Linked DNA regions of Mus musculus: region 1 is linked to region 2. The links are chromatin contacts, called in public HiChIP or PLAC-seq maps. All regions are on one chromosome and are shown on one strand. Each heading gives the region's core, a stretch centred on a gene start, on an enhancer-like site or on the middle of the called end of the contact. The rest is flanking DNA. Distances are from core to core; before and after follow the strand shown. Region 1 overlaps Magi1 (membrane associated guanylate kinase, WW and PDZ domain containing 1). Region 2 has its middle 97 kb from the start of Gm22312.

Evidence for each region. HiChIP or PLAC-seq counts read pairs in DNA pulled down with a chosen protein or histone mark.
Region 1: an H3K27ac HiChIP or PLAC-seq map of embryonic stem cells shows a contact between it and region 2, with 11 read pairs. The contact joins two enhancer-like sites. A contact is called at or near these places in 3 of 115 datasets of contacts at active chromatin or transcription factors (all in embryonic stem cells) and 1 of 9 other capture datasets (embryonic stem cells).

Annotation. Positions count from the first base shown.
Region 1 is chr6:93,978,117-93,980,816 of GRCm38.p6, reverse strand. All of the region lies in intron 1 of Magi1 (membrane associated guanylate kinase, WW and PDZ domain containing 1), which reads left to right. Among named protein-coding and RNA genes, the nearest start is that of Gm22840, 89 kb to the right of the region's middle. Within about 2 kb of position 1,331, at least 7 of the 459 cell types and tissues checked have an H3K27ac peak or open chromatin away from gene starts, as enhancers often do. A contact at or near this core is called in embryonic stem cells, where this site is marked.
Region 2 is chr6:93,605,196-93,607,895 of GRCm38.p6, reverse strand. No RefSeq gene overlaps it. Among named protein-coding and RNA genes, the nearest start is that of Gm22312, 97 kb to the right of the region's middle. Within about 2 kb of position 1,290, at least 8 of the 459 cell types and tissues checked have an H3K27ac peak or open chromatin away from gene starts, as enhancers often do. A contact at or near this core is called in embryonic stem cells, where this site is marked.

The sequences.
Region 1 (2,700 bases), core at 82-2,581, 370 kb before region 2:
GTCCTGTAAAAGAAATCTCAGGATAGGAGGTCTGGGAACTACTCCTTGAAGCATGTATTATATATATGCTTTTATATATATGAAGGAAGGTGAGAAAGAAAAATTCAAATGTTCCCAGACCTCTCACCACCCAATCTTTCTTATCTTTCTTACCCAGAAGCACTGTGGGGGTGTCAGGGGTCTCACACCCTTAGTCTGTTTAGTGACTTCCAGGCAGTGTTTTCCCAGAAGGACTATGGGGTGTCAGGGGTCTCACACTCTTAGTCTGTTTACTGACTTCCAGACAGTGTTTTGAGTGATTTAGCCCAGCTCTTCTTAGACAAGTGTCTTTAGTTGCAAGCTGACATCTGGCTGTTGGAATCTTCTGCAATGTCAGCACTGGGTACCCGCTAGGTGCAGCTGCTGCTGCTGCATTCCTGGCCCTGATGGGGGAGTCCACGGCAGTGACTATTTCCTGGGTGATGAGGTAGGTCAGCCTAGACCCATCTCAGAATAACACCTCCACCAGGGCTCAGAGCTGCTGTGCCTTATGTTGTTGGTGATGACAGTTGAGGTTGTTGATACAGGCCTTCTCTCTGCCTGGAGAAAGGCCCTCTTCCACTCTATGTTCTTCTCAAGTAGGTAGACCCAAACTCACACCAGCTGGCCTCCCCTAAGCTGCGCTATGGTTCTGAAGCATATTTTAGTCATTTTTCTTTATCGTTTTCTCTTCAGGTCTGCTCAGAGCTTTTACTCCCATGTGTGATCGTCTACAAGATTTAATTATTTATAGTGTTTTTCAGAAATCACTTTCCATGGTTTTTTTTTTTTCTTTTATGTTTCATGTGACTTGTGTGCAGAACACTGGTTCTCAACCTGTGGGTCACAATCTCTTTTTAGAGGAGTGTCAAAGGACCCTTGCACAGCAGTTGCATATCAAATATCCTACATGTCAGATATTAACATTACAATCCATAACAGTAGCAAAATTATAGTTATAAACTAACTACAAAATAGTTTTATGGTTGGGGCCACCGCAACATAAGTAACTGTGTTAAAGGGTTGGGTTGCAGCGTTAGGAAGATTGAGAACCTCTGGTGTAGAGGAATGACATCTGGGAAATTCTTTATTGCAGTAAAAGTTGTTAGACTTGAGGATGACCCCAAATCCATTCTGTTCTTTTAAGATGCTATTTGTAGTAACTGTGAATATACCTCTGAAAAAACCTCCCCCCACACCACCTTCTTTTATTGAGCCAGGGTGTCAATGGTATATCCCTGGCTGTCTTGGAACTCTCTCTGTAGACTAGGCTGGCCCGGAACTCAGACATCCTCCTGCTTCTGTCTCAGGAATGTACTACCACGCCTAGCTTCTTTTGTCTTTTGTCTCATTTTAGCCAAAGCTGATCCTGAACTTGGTATGTGGTAGGAATGACCTTGAACTTCCAATCCTCCTGTTTTTGGAGTAGGGGCAGAATGCAGTTTTGGGGAGTGACCCCAAGAGCTTCCCGGGTGCTCCAAAGGCAGTTAGTATCTGATTATCCATACCTGAGTTCACCTCCAATTTGGTTATCTTTTAATGTCTTTTGTACATTGCTAGCATATTAATACTTGGTGAACATATGTGTACAAATGAGAAGTTTGAACGAGGTGATAAGTTTGCTGAGAGTGACAGGTTGCCAATGGTAACCACACAAATCCCTGGCTCTCCTCTTAGTACAGAAAAACATCTTCAGCAGGTGGACTAATGGCTAGAAATTTGGGTGTGATTACCTCTTTAATGAACATATGGAAACTGTTGGGAGTTTTTTTTTTTTCCTTTTTTTAATGTTTTGGATGAAATTATTTCTGCAAGGTTCAGGTCAGTTTCCAAGCATACACAGTGCATCATATAAAGCAGCTTGTGGAGCTTGTATGTCAGAACAGGGTGATACAAAAGCTAAATGGAGGCAGGTCAGGCCTCTGGGAGCTTTGTTGTTTCTGATGCACAGTGATTGATAAGCTTGGGTTGTAAGTGAAGAACTTCTAAAACATTTAGATTTCTGGACAGATCTGCTGAGAACAACAAGGTGCTGAGGTCAGAAGTGCATATTTATTAAAGGAAGGTGTAGGTATAGTCAATTCTTGTTATCTGTGATAGCTATGTTATGCAAAGTTACCATGAACACCTAAGCCACTTCTAATGGAAATACGTAAGTAGGTTGTTGTGGATCTCTGGTAACAGTTTTTGTTTGCTACTTCATCACAATCTTAAGGTTTTTGTGTTTGTATTTAAAGGCGCTTTATTTAAACATACCTACAGTCTTAGTGTTCTGCCTTTGAGAAAAGACACTGTTACCATGGCATTTAATTGAGGCTAGCTTACAATTTGGAGATTTACTTCATTATCATCATAGTTGGAAGGATGGCAGCAGCACTTAGGCTGACTTAGAGCTGGAGAAGTAGCTGAGAGCACTACATTTGGATCCACAGGCAAAAGGAAGAAAGGAACATTGGGTCTGGCTCGGGCATCTCAAACCTCTAAGCCCACCCCCAATGACATACTTCCTTTAGCAAGACCACTCTCTGTAATGCTTTCAAATATAGTCACTTGCTGGTAACCCAGCATTCAAATATGTGGGTCTGAGGAAACCATTCTTATTCAAACCACCACACTCCATTACCATCCCTGAGGCTTGAAGCTGTATCATAATGCAAAAAATGTATTCAGTCCAACTTCAGA
Region 2 (2,700 bases), core at 41-2,540:
GTACTAGAAGTTATTCTGCACAACCCAGCTACAATAGCAGCCTGCCTATATGATACAGTACAACAGTGGCATGAAAGTCGTGTGAGTAACCAACCACTATCTGATTTGATTTAAGGCCCATTCCATGAGATGGAACCCATGACTGACAGTATTCAGGTGGCCAAGAACCTGAGACTAACTAGGTCATTGGCCTAGGGTAAAATCAACTACTATCATTTTGGAAAAGGAACATAACAATAAAATGACTCCTCATGGCATATTGCTATACTCATAGATCAGTGCCTGCTCAGCCATCTTCCTCTTACAGTAGACAGGAATTGATATGGAGATTTACAATTGGATAATGTGCAGAGAGTGAGAGACCTTGGACCACTCAGCTCTACATGGGATATATTCATCAAATCTTTCCCCTCAGGGCTCAGGGAACTATATAGAAGAGGAGGCAGAAAGACTGTAAGAGACAGAAGGGATGAAGCAATCTCCAATTGATAATTGCTTGCAAAGGGAAATTTAGTTTTCTCTAGTGGTTACTGGGTATTCAAATCACAGTTAAGGTCAGGCCCCATGGCCAGCAGTAGATGGCCAATGCAAAACAAACTCAATGTCATTTTAGGAGTTGTTGTTTTTGTTTTTGTTTTGTTTTGTTGGTTTTTTTTTTTTTTTGCTTGTATATTGATTTTGTTTTTTTTTTTAGGGTTTTGTGTCTGGTTTTGTGAATGTGTTTCTTGTGGTACTCTCCCACCCCCACTTGCTCTGGTCCGATTTGTTTTTTATTTGCCTGTTCATTTTCATAAACAAAAACCAACAAAAAAACGTTGTTTTTTGTTGGATGGGTGGGGAGGTGAGGGAGGAGAGATCAAGATCAGAATGTATTCTATGAAAAATATTTTCATAAAAATATGATTACAAAGCAATTGAAAAAAGTTAAATTCATTTTAGACTGATACATAAACACATAAATCATGCATATTTATGAGTAGCATGAGATGTTTGGTAATATATGCATTGTCCCATGCATCTGTGTCTTCAAATACCTGCCATTTCTTTATATAAAGATTTTTAAAAAAAAAAAAACCTGACCTTGACCCTTTATTACAGAACAGCACATTATTTTCTTCTGTAGCCCCGCAGACCTCCTTAGTCCTATGTAACTATAACGTAGCATCTACTGACAAGCATTTCCCCACCCTGTTTCCTTTCTACTCTCCCTGGCCTCTTACAAACACCATCTTTCTGGTGCCTTCTATAAAACCAACCTCTTTACCTCTGTGTGTACGTGACAGCACACACCCTTTGCCACTCTGTGATTGTCTTATGTCACTGAACATAATGATCTAGCATCATGTGTGTTATCACCCAGGACAGAATTTCAGCCTTTTCTGGCTGAATAGCATCCCAGCATCCCATTGTGAATTTGTACCAGGTTTCTTCCTCCACTCGTCATGTGACAGACGTTTAGGTTGAGTTTGCTATTCAGCTGTGATGAGCACTGTTGTAATGCACCTAAGAGAACTGTGTCCCCTTGCTGTGTTGTTTGGATACATACAAAAGAATGGGAGAGCCTGGTTACATCTGGCTTGATATAGTTTTTACAGTCTCCAGACAGCCATACTAACTTACAGTTACCCCAACAGTGTGGCTGGGTTTTTTTCCTACACACACTCACTAGCCTTTGTTATCAGCTCCATAATACTCACTGCTACAGTGAGGTGATGTCTCCTGCTACGCTCTCTGGTCGAGTCAACTGGACAAGCCGAAAGGCTTAAAAGTCACTCATGAGGCAAAAGAGTTTCAAGGAAGCTCTCCTCCTGGAGTCTAGTGTTCTCTACCCATACATTAATTTTTCATTCCCAAGTTCCATTACCGCGCTAGTCTAGAGTATGGATCCACGTGCTCTCTTTCAGTATTTTCCTATAAGTGCTCTGACATGGCTAAAGCCTTCCGCCAGTGTTCCAACAGTCCAAGGGTGTCCTTGACCAAGATCAAGGGTTTAGAATTCAGCAAGATTGTAAAAGCTAAGTCACTCCCTTACACAGGAATTTACCATCACTTAAAAAGAAGGAAGTTTCAGACCAAAGGAAAAACCAGAATAGATACTATAGCAGAGTTACACCCATACACACCTATTTACAATGGCCTAAGGGGAAGGTGGACTATACAAGAGACTAAATTAGGAACTGTGGCAAGGACGCGAAGCCCTTGACCCTGGCTTCTAAGATTAGTGAATTTTAGGTGGAGCCCTTGTTGATCCCAGCTGTTATCAATGTATTCTATCCTGGGTGGTTCCCGTTAGACCTTTTGTGTTTACATTCCTCTGTTTTATGTAAGATTCCGGTTACCTCAATTGTACCTTGCGAATATGTCACCCAACTTCCTTATTGTCCTCTGCATAAAAAGTCTGATGCTCGAGTTGTAAAATTACATTCAGATTCCACACAAACTCTCCTGCGTGTGTGTCTGTCTGTCATTCATCCACGCTTTGCCCACCCGCATCGAGAGACCCCGTTCCACGCAGACATAGGGACCCAGAAGGTCTGCGGCAGTCTCCATATAGTTTAACTAACGTTTCCTTCACAGGGAGTGACAGTGAATATTTTGCACACACCTGTTAGCCATTTGCAGGCCTTTACACAATCATTTATGTCCAGTGCCCACTTTCTAATGATTTGTCTGCTGTGCCCTCTGTTGAGCATTTTCCCC